Linked DNA regions of Sus scrofa: region 1 is linked to region 2. Evidence: chromatin contacts called from public Hi-C data. All regions are on one chromosome and are shown on one strand. The core of a region is the stretch at or near the end of the contact, and the rest is flanking DNA. Distances in the headings are between cores, read along the strand shown.

The links. Hi-C and Micro-C count contacts between places; a contact is called where the count stands out from the background.
Region 1: a contact with region 2 is called in a Hi-C map of skeletal muscle, with 7 times the contacts expected there. The contact joins the enhancer-like site here to the promoter of RAMP1 in region 2. A contact is called at or near these places in 2 of 5 promoter capture datasets (fetal skeletal muscle and liver), 21 of 47 Hi-C or Micro-C datasets (alveolar macrophages, brain, embryonic fibroblasts and 10 more) and 1 of 2 datasets of contacts at active chromatin or transcription factors (skeletal muscle).

Annotation. Positions count from the first base shown.
Region 1 is chr15:137,521,247-137,526,659 of Sscrofa11.1, forward strand. The region is part of intron 2 of RAMP1 (receptor activity modifying protein 1); the gene reads left to right. Among named protein-coding and RNA genes, the nearest start is that of RAMP1, 34 kb to the left of the region's middle. Within about 2 kb of position 2,930, at least 4 of the 83 cell types and tissues checked have an H3K27ac peak or open chromatin away from gene starts, as enhancers often do. A contact at or near this core is called in skeletal muscle, where this site is marked.
Region 2 is chr15:137,487,878-137,493,067 of Sscrofa11.1, forward strand. It overlaps RAMP1 (receptor activity modifying protein 1), which reads left to right and starts at 2,563. Exons shown (of 3, transcript NM_214199.1): 1 at 2,563-2,630. The coding sequence starts at 2,579.

The sequences.
Region 1 (5,413 bases), core at 1,680-4,179, 34 kb after region 2:
GGGCCCAAAGTTTGGGTCCCCAGTACTGAGCTGGAGAAAGACATCTGCAGGGGGGTGGCTGGGGGCAGCGGACAGCCGAGCTCTCTGGCCTCCTGGCTGTAGAGGCAGGGCACGGAGAAAGGAGCCTGGAATCTGTTCCCAGCCTGAGGGTCCTGGAGCCGGTCGTTCCTAAGAGGGTCCTGAGAGGCAGAAACAGGAGCGTGGAGGGGAGCCAGGTTCAAACCCCAGAGGTCGGGAGCTCCCTGGCGTGTCTCAAGCTGGGGTTCTGGGGAAGCGGGTGGAGGATGATCAAGAGTTCTGGGGAAGGGAGGCCCCGGGGGCAGTGCCATCGGGAGCCCTGGCTTCCTGAGGCCCCTCAGGGCCCGTCTGTGATGTGAGTGGGGACGCCTTCCGGGCAGCATCTTCCAAACTGACCCGGGACTCGAGCTGACATGTTCCCTTGGGGGACGTCTCCAGGGAGGGTCAGCCAGGCCGGCTCTGGGCCAGGAGGGAGGCTTCAAAAACAAGACAGAGGGCGAAGCCCAAGACCCAGGGGTGGGAGGGGGAAGGCGAGAATGGGGACAAAGAGGGCGAGGGTCCCTCCGTCACCCCTGAGCACCTGCTTTTACTCCTGTTCAGCTGCCGGTGCCTCCAGATGGGCTGGAATGTTTCCTGAGCAGGAAAAAACCAGCCCATTTCTATTTGTCTTCCTTGCCTTGAACCCACCAAGGTGCTTTTTTTTCTCCTTTTTTTTTTTTTTTTTTTTTTTTTTTTGGCTTTTTAGGGCCACACCCACGGCATATGGAGGTTCCCAGGCTAGGGGTCCAATCAGAGCTGCAGCTGCCAGCCTACACCAGAGCCACAACAATGCTGGATCCCTAACCCACTGAGTGAGGCCAGGGTTCGAACCCACATCCTCATGGACACTATGTCAGGTTCTTCACCACTGAGCCATAACAGGAACTCCATCCTTTTCTCCGCTGTATTCACGCCGTTCATCTTCTGAGAGGACGGCGAACACCCACCTCGCTCAGCCAGGGCCCGTGGCTGGAGAGGCGCCGCTTAGTCGGGGAGCTGGTGGCGGCAACGGGAGACAGGTTGACCTCTGACGTTCCGCAGGCCTGGTATGAAGCCTGCTGCGTTCTCTTATTTATTTATTGACGCAAGGCTCTTGGTGGGAACCGCGGAGCGTGTGCTCACGAGTGCTGTCATTCTTGCACAGGGGTGGAGCTGGCAGTTCCCACCGTTCCCTGGGGAAACCGGGTTTTTTGCCCACAGTCAGAAGTTCTGCAACATACACTGTGCTCAGAAACATCCCCTGCAGGTGTGCATTTGCACGCAGCGTCACACTCATTTCCGTGGAGGCGTCGGTAGCCTGGCCCTGCGCCAGGAGGATTGCACCATGCCTCCTGCCGCTTGGCCTCCTTGGACTCCTGCTGGGCTCTCTCTGACCTGTAGGGGCACTTGGAGGGCCTGACTGTACCGTATCCACCTGCCGGCCCCCCCAACATCCCACTGCAAGTCCTAGGGGGTGGGGGTGGGGGTGCTGGAGTTCTGCCAGCCCAGCACATGGTCCCAGGCAACGCCAGGGTACTGAATTTTCTCTTTTTTTTTTTTTTGGTTGTTGTTTTTTATTTTTTATTTTCATTTTTTAGGGCCACACTTGCAGCATATGGAAGTTCCCCGGGCTACGGGTGGAATTGAAGCTGCAGCTGCCGGCCTACACCACAGCAACGCTGGATCCGAGCCACATCTGCAACGTACACTGCAACTTGTGGCAACGCCGGATCCTTAACCCTCTGAGTGAGACCAGGGATCAAACCCACATCCTCATGGAGACTATGTCAGGTTCTTAACTCTCTGAGCCACAGCAGGAACTCCTGAAGTGAAGTGATTTTAATCAGACAATTTGAAAAACTCCCTTATGGCTCCCTGCAGCAGCAAGGAACTCCAAAGACTCCCTGTCCCATGGGTGGCGGGAAAAGTGCCCCCACGTGGGCGTGGCCGTCCACCCTGAGGGCCACTGGCCCCTCCTGATGGTGAGAAGCCCTTTGCACAGATGAGCTGGCTGGCAGGCTCACTCTGAGCCTGACATAGGCCAGGCCACCTCATGGCTTTCTGTCACCGGAGGAAGGAGCCTGTGAGCAGCCAGCCCCTCCCCACTTTGGAAAGGCCCTGCAGTGACCATTTCTCAAGGTTTGGGTGGAAGCCTTGACACCAAAGGCAGAAACCACGAGGAAGAAGGCAGACCTGGCCACCTAAAAATTAAATAAACGGAATCCTGATTGTATTGAAAAGCCCTGCAGTGTTCCAGTAATAACCTAATATTTGCTATTGGTTTGGGAGAGATTTTTATCACGTTAAGTACTTCCTTATGCTCTACAAGGTTGGGGTTTTTTTAATCAGAAATGAATGTTCAGGAGTTCCCATTGTGGCTCAGCTGGTTAAGGACCCGACGTTGTCTCTGTGAGGATGTGGGTTCGATCCCTTGCCTTGCTCAGTGGGTCGAGGATCCCACAATCCTGCAAAGCTGGGCATGGATCAGAGATGTGGCTCGGATTCAGTGCTGCTGTGGCTGTGGTGTAGACGGCACCTGCAGCATAGACCGAAGCTGCAGCTCGGATTCAGCCCCTAGCCCGGGAACTTCCATTTGCCATAGGTACAGCCAGAAAGGAAGGGAGGAGGGAAGGAGGGAGGCATGGAGGGAGGAAAGAAGAGAGGGAGGAAGAAAGAAATGAATGATGAAGGCCAGTTTTATCAAATGCCCGGTTGACACGTATCTAAATGATTATATGTTATTTTCCTTTGACAAATCAAAGTGTCATTTTATAGCAGCGGCATTAAAGCGTTCCTGAAATAAACCTACTTCAGAGTATTCTATATGGCTAGCTTCAAATTGCTAGCGTTTTAAATAGGACTTCTGTGTCTATTTATAAGTGAAAGCCAAGGCCATCTGTTGCTTGTGCAAGCGAGTTCTGAGGCACATGGGCGGGCCATCTTAAGAGGTTTGGGATCAGGGTTCCGCTAACTTTTTCAAAGAACTGGGAAGCTTGGCGTCTTTTTCTATCATCTTAAGAATGTGAAAGAGTCCCTCCGTGACTCAGCGGGTTAAAGATGTGGCATTGTCACTGCTGTGGCTCACGTAGCTGCTATGGCAGGAGTTCAATTCCTGACCCAGAACTTCTGCATGCTATGGATGCAGCCAAAAAAAAAAAAAAAAAAAAAAAAAGAAGGAATTTCAAGAATTGCATGGGTCTAGCACTTTTTGTGAAAGTAATTCTTTAATAACATTTTCTGTGTCTTCTCCTCAGATTTTCTAGTTTTTAAGTCAAGATTTGATAGTTTATAGCTTCTCAAAAAGCATCCCAATTCAGAGATTTTCCGATTTTAACATACATACATGTTTCGCAGGCTCATCTCATCCTCTTTCTAATCTTTTATCTGTGGTTTTGTACAGTGGCAGTTTCTCTCCTTTTCTTCTCGATTAGACTCTCCAGAAATGTGACTGTTTCATTGTAGCTATTGTTCTAAAGAATCGGCTGTTGAGTCTACCTATTCATTTTTTAATATAGATAAATATTGGTTTTTAATAAATATTAATGCATTTAAATTATTTACCCTTTGGAAAGATTTGGTTTGTGGTTCTTTTTTTTTTAAAAAAAGTCCTGATTTGGATTCTGACCTCATTTATTTTCACTTATTTTTCTTCAGTAATAATAGCTGTGGGTTTTTCTCAGAATTCAGTTTTGCCTCTATTTCATTGATTTTTCTGTGCAATGCTGCCTTTTTCTCACAGCCTATAATTGAATTTTTAAATCCTGTTTGGCCATCAAATTATATGAGTGCTCTTTCATTTCTAAGGATTCAGTTTTTTTGAGTTTATCCTTTTTCTTACTAATTTCTAGTTTCTAATATTGTAGTCAAAAGAACAGTGGCTTCACTCTTCCCTTTGAGAATCTGCCAAGTTTTTCTTGGCTGCCTCGAAGTAGGATCCAGGGACTTTTGAAAAGCTTGTTGATTCTCTGTAGGATAGAAACTTCATCGTATGGTCACTGATCAGAATTCTTAACCTTATTTTTCATTTTTATACGAGCTTCTATTCAACCTGGAGAGGTACGTTCAAAATCCCTTCCTATCTGCTGCCTTTGGTGTCGGCTTCTGCTGTTTTCTGGAACCACCATTCCTGCTGTGCCCTCACATCTCCAGGCAGATCTGGCTCCCTCTCTTCCTTCAGCTTTTGTTGCACTTGCCTGGGCGCTGACTGCTGTGAACAGGATGAGTGGGATTTTGTTTTCTTCGTTCAACTCTCCCTGCCCTCATGACGTCTGCAGTCTAGCTGTTGAGACCAACAGTGAGTGAATCATCCCATGAGTTGCAGTACAAAGTACAACCCAACCATGAAGGCAAACCCCACTTTACTGGGGATGCAACTGAGGCTGAAGCATCAAAAAAGATCCGTATGAGGAAGTGACATTCTAGGGATAAGCAGATGTTGGCCTTGTGAAGATGGGTTAAGAGCCTTCCAAGTGGAAAGTGCAGCACGTGCAAAGGTCCGGAGGCAGGAACTTCAGCCAGGTGCGGCCACTGAGAAGGAGGGGGTACAGCTGATTGTGGAGCAGTGGGAGCCACATGAGGGCTTTTGAATCCAGTGCAGGTGCAGCAGGGAGCACTGAGGGTATGAAGCAGGGCTGGGGGAGGGGGAAGGCAGAGCTGGGGCGGAGGCAGAGGCCAGAGGCCAGGTTGTGGCCGGGAGAGCCAATGGTGGACTCAGCCAGGGCTGCAGAAGAGGAGAAAGCAGGGGATGGGGGTGATGGCTGCCCTAAGCTAGGTGGGGGTAGAAAAAGGGGTGCAGAGATACCCAGGCCCGGTAAAGAAGTGGAAGTTGGCATTAGAGAGGTGAGTTATCACAGACATGGAGAAGAGACTTGTGGTTGCCAAGGGGGGGAGGAAGGGGGGAGGGGTCTGGACGGGGAGTTTGGGGTTAGTAGATGCAAACCATTCCATTTAGAAGGGACGAGCAATGAGGTCCTGCTGTCGAGCACAGGGAGCGGTATCCAGTCACTGTGGTAGAAGGTGACAGGAGAGACTATGAGAAAAAGAACGGGCTCGCTATGCTGGACAGCGGACATTGACAAAACCCTGTAAATCAGCTGTAACTTTTTTTTTTTTTAATTTAAAAAGAAATGTAAGTTGTAAGGGTAGGGGGAGCTGCGTGGGCCTTCGCGCCCGGCTGCGACGGAGGGAGAAGGTGCAGGAGTCCAGAGGGAGCCCCGCTGGACTGGGGTGGGAGGCTGACTTCGAGGGGCCTGGCGGGGCGCAGGAAGAGGCCGTCCCAAGGGAAGGGGTGCTGGGAGGAGGAACCAGGGAGGCCATCTGGTGGCCTCGCCCTTCCTGCAAGGAGGCCTGGGACGTCCATTCCTCCCGGGAGGCAGCC
Region 2 (5,190 bases), core at 1,313-3,812:
CCACTGCTGTTTCCTCTGTTTTGTCCAGTAGTTTGGTGTCTGGGGAGAGGGTACATCCACTCCCTCTGACTTTGTCGTGGCTGGAAGCGGAAGTCTTAGGTTAAGTTTGAATTTTGACCAGGTCACAATTCAGTGTTGGTCAGGTCTTGTTGACCTGTCTGGACTGTGTCTTTAACCCGACTCTGCATGCAGTAAAGCACGTGGCCCTTTTCTCCCCTTTTCCAGAGTTTAGCCTAGCATCCAACTGGATGGAGGCGCCCAGGGAGAGGGATGCGTTTGCATGCTACCAGCTGGAAATACAAATTCATTGGACAGAATCTAGCCAGGGCAAAACGGTCAACTCAGGTTATGTGTCGTGGCTGTAAGGACATGTGATAATGGGTCTGTCTCTCTTTCTCCCTTTGCAGAAGGGAAAACCCATAGTAATTACTGGGGCCTCTCTCATCCAGACCCAAGGCGCAGATAGGAAAACCACTGGGGGAGAGGGTGCATGCTGTGGACACCAACTCTGGCGTCCCCAAGAGAAGTGTGAACTTCCGAAGTCTGTGAACTTGAGAAATAGGCTTTTTGCTCCGTCTGCATATCTGTTAGGTGTGTGTGCGGAGCTAGAAGGCAGAGGACTTCTGCTGCCCAAGCCCTGCCTCCTGCTGCCCTTGAGCCTCGAAGAGAGAATGTTGCAAACAGTGGTGCAGGTGTAGGAGTCCCGTGCCCTGAGCAGTAAGAGGGGGCTCAGCTATAAGAAGACGCGGAGAGGCCCACACGCCAAGGCTGGAAAGGGTGGCTCCAAGGGGCCAGTGGAGGCTGGGTCTGAGAGGAGCAGAGATGCCTGCCCTCCCCCTCACTGGTGCCCAGGTGGCAGTGGACCTGTCCTGGGGTTGGGCTGGGGCCCCACTCATCTCCCCCAGCCGTGCCTTTCCCACCTGGCATGGTCCCCGGTCACTGGCCCTTTACTCTGGCCTGCTGCGCTCCCATGCTCTCTTCCCACCCAGCCCTCAAGACGTCCTGCGCTGCAGCTCAGCTGCGTACCAGGCCCCTGCGTGTGACTGAGACCTTCGCAGGTTCTTCACTAGATGCACCAGCCGCAGGGCGAGACCTGCGTCCTTTACCTGGCACAGCTTTGCACATGGCCGGGACTCAAATGTCTCTTAATATTTAAGTGAGGGAGGCCGGGCCACCCATGGGGGTGTATCTTCCTAAGGTTCAGCAAGAGGGGCCACTCAAGAGAGCCTGTGCCCCCTCCCATCTGACACAGACCCCTCTGGCCACCTGGGAGTCTGAGTCAGATGCCACTCAGGTTGTAGGCCTGCCAGCCTTGAGCGCCCTCCCTCCTGTTCTCTGAGCTGACAGCAGGTGGCCCTCTTCCCCCTCGTTTAGCAGGGAACGGCTGACCACGGAATCCAGAATCCGGCACTAGGCACCCTGCTGAGTCCAAGTGATGTGACCATGGCTGTCGGGGTAGCGACCTCCTCCTCCAAAGGCAGCGCCTGATTGCTTAGCATGAGCATAGATGTACCAGTGGTTCAGCATTCTCCCTGGAATAGGCTGGTTGTAGGTCTCAGACTCGGCCCAGGTCTGGCCTGTTGCTGTGGCTGTGGTGCAGGCCGGCGGCTACAGCTCTGATTTAGTCCTTAGCCTGGGAACTTCCATATGTGGCAGGTGTGGCCCTAAAATAAAAATCAAAAAACAAAAACAGAAGGCAGTACTGCAAGGCCAAACCCAGCCACTAGTAGAGCTTAGAGAGCCCAGGTCAGCTTGGCTCCCGGGCTGACGCCTCCCGAGTTTATGCCTCAGGTCCGACCCAGGCTGGGGAGGCCTGCTTAGGCTTCCCAGGGCCCTGGTGCGTGCGTCCCCCCAGGGAGCCCCGAGTCAGAACGACATCCAAGGCTCTCCCAGCCTCCTGCCTCTCACCACCCATCACCCTACGCAGGAGGTCCCCCAAAGAGCCCTCCGCCCTCCAGCCCCAGGAGCTTCGCTGTGCACCTTCCAGGCACCTCCGCCGCTGCGCCCACACCCACCCTCATCCTCGGGCTCCTCACTGGCCCTGCGGCCTTTGAACACCGTGAGCCCCTGCGAGCGCCGGGGCTGGTTTTGTCCTCTCAGGACCCCAGGACCTGCACGTCGGGAGAAGCAGAGGGGCAAGGGTGGCCTCGGCCTTTTGCCAAGCAGGCCCCCGCGGCCGGAGTGGGCTCTTGGACCTAAGGAGAGGGGGATGCTGCCCGGGCTGACAGCGAGAGGCCGGGTCTGGGAGACCCGCCGCTTCCGGAGCATCCACTCGTCGCTTCCCGGGGGGGGGGAAGGGTCCCGGAGACGCCACGCGCAGCCCCCTCGTCGCCGCGCTGTCAGGGCTCCTCGCCGAGGGTCGGGCCGCCTCCAGGCCTCGGCCCCCGCCCCCGCGCCCCGCCGGCAGGTGCGGGCGCGCCTGGCTTCCCCGCGGTCCGCGCTCCCTGCCGCTCCCGCCCCGCCCCGCCCCGCCCCCGCCCCCGCGGGGCCGCCGCCTCCTGCCGCCGCCCGGCGGGCTCAGTCCTCGGCGGGGCGCGCGGCGGGCGGACTGGGCGGACTGGGCTCGGCTGCGCGCGCCATGGCCCGGGGCCTGCGCGGCCTCCCGCGGCGCGGCCTCTGGCTGCTGCTGGGTGAGTAGCGGGGTCCCCGCCGCCCCGGGGCCGCGGGCGGGGGCCGGGCGGGCGCCTCCCCGGGGCCAAGGGGCAGCCGAGGAGGCACCGCGGGATCGGGGTTCTGCGGGGCGCCGGCCGCTTCCCCGCCCCGCACGCCGGGGGCGCAGGCTCTGAGCCTGGGGGCAGGCACCTTGCAGATTCAGGATGTCGCCTTCGGCACCACGGGCCGTTTATCTAGAAGGTTATAGCTAAAACTGAACCTCTGACTGTCACATGCAGACGTTGCTGATGTGCAAATAAGCCCCCTTTGCAGGTGTCCTTTGCAAAAGGAGGCCAGCTGTCCTCTTCGGGGACATTTGGACAGCTTTTGCTTGTTTGCTTGCTTGTCAACTGGCGCTTCTGGCTACTCGAAATTCAAGGAGGGACTCTCGGTGGGGTAGCAGGACGTGCTGGGCTTTCTGCTTTGAGGCAGATCATAGACGGAAACCCAGTAGTGACAGGAACGGGTCCCGCCTTAGAAAAATTAGAGAAATTGTCATCTTCACTTCCCTGTCCTCGGTGTTTTCATAAAGAGCTAATCAGCCTTCCTAAACTGCTTTAACTATCGGTTGAATTTCATGTATTTACTTACCTTTTAATAAAAGTGAAAGAGGTTATTTAAAGTGGAAGAATCCAGGGGCCCTGGGAAGCCCCCCCCACCCCAGGCATTGGTGGCACTTGGGTCCTTGCTTCAGAGCAGGTGATGGTGGCCAGAAGCACCTGCTGCACGGGTCCCCTGGGTGCAGGGGGGCCACCACACTTGGAGCTGCAGGAGAAGTGGCTCAAGGGGCCTGTGGCCTGTCTGGGAAGAGAGGGGCTGCGGATGGGATGCCTGGGAGCCCTGCAATTCCCGTCTCGACCGGGAGTGTTGTTGGCTCTGCAGAAACCCGTAGCATCTGCCTCAATAGCCTATAATCGGAACGCTGTTTTGGCTAACGCTGTGTGAAAAGCACAATCTTAGAATAATATTATTCTGTTCTTTTGCATTGGGAATCTATGGGCTTGACGTGAAACTTATTGTTTTAGTTTCCTAAGACGTGAACATTTCTATTTGCAAGTTGGAGGGCTGGGTTGGGTCATTTTTAAACATAAATAAATAAATGCCCTTCCCTGATGTCCAGGAGCTGCACCCTCCGTAGCTTGTCTAAATAAAACCCTGTATCATAAGCGCATATAAAAACCTTCCTTGTTGACCAAGAAAATGGCAACATGTTCGGTGGAAGTTCAGAGTCCTGTGATCTTACCAGTATTCTGAGAGGTCTGGCTAAGTTCTGTCTTGGAAACATAAACTTTATGAGGTTATCAGTGAAGTAGTGTCGTTCGAGCCCAGCAGTAATTAGGATTTCAAGAGCACACAGTTTTCTTTCCGAGGGTTGGCATTAACCAAATCTCCTTGGTGATGAAGATTTTGCTGCCCAGAGGAGCAAGGTGGAATTTCTTGTTTTTCAGCAACCAGAAAAAAAGCGGCATTTCCAGAGGATCCAGGGCTAGTCTCTGAGAACCTCATTGTAAGCTTCTGTTTTTATGAGCCCGCCTGCACTCAGGAGTCCTGGCTGAGCCCGTCTTATAGGAACTCAGCTGGCATCTTTCCTGGCATGAAGGGGAGAGGGACGTTTCTTTGCAAGGCTACTGCATTTATTGAAATACATGGCTTTATATAAATACAGGGTTAACTTTTTGGAACCGACTGGGACATGGCAAGAAATGCAACAGATGCAACTCTCTTTTGGATTGTCATGCCGTTTTAAGTCTAGAGGCAGTTCGAATCCTGGAGTCCACATCTGAAGGATTCTCCTTTGCTAATCAGCTCGGTGTGTTCCTCTACCCTCTTTCTGTGTATTTAGCTGCAGGGAGACATTTCCGGATTATCTTCCTTGCACAGGTGCCTGCCCGTCAGCCCCAGGCCAGGGTTGTTTACGTCCGCATCGGAAGTGGTGGCAGCAACATGTCAAGCTGGACTCCTTCCTTTCTAAGGCAAATAGCCAGCTGGGAAAGTCTGTTCCTCCTGATTTTCTTCCCCCAGAATGAAGCGGCGCCCCAGCTTCTACTCATTTAGAAGTGGTGTCAGCAGAGGGGTGTGGGCGCCCCGTGTGGCATAAATCCCAGCAGAGATGCTGAGCCCCCAGTGGTGGAGCCCTGAGAGATTGGCAGCCAGCATCCCTCTCCTTGGGGCACAGAGCCTTCCTTTCCTGGTCCACCTGGCAGGTGGGCTCCCGCCTCTGTGCGCCCTGGCCCAGGCCTGCCTGCTCAGGGCAGGGCGGGAACCCAGGCTGGGCCGGCTGCTTTCTGCTGGAGCCTTGGGGGGAAGCCAACTCTTTCCTCTCAGCCGGCTGGATCTGAGTGTTGGGCTGCCAGATCCCATCCTGTGCCCCCGGGCTGAGTTCTCCTGACGCTTCCCAGCGCTTGGGTTGACCCCAAGAGGTGGACCTTTCAACCCTGTGACCCTGTGGTGTCTGAACCAGGTGTGTCTCTTTGCAGGACAGTGCCTGGTGGGGGGCAGATCTGGTGCCAGTGGGAACCTGCCCAAGAGCCTCTTTTG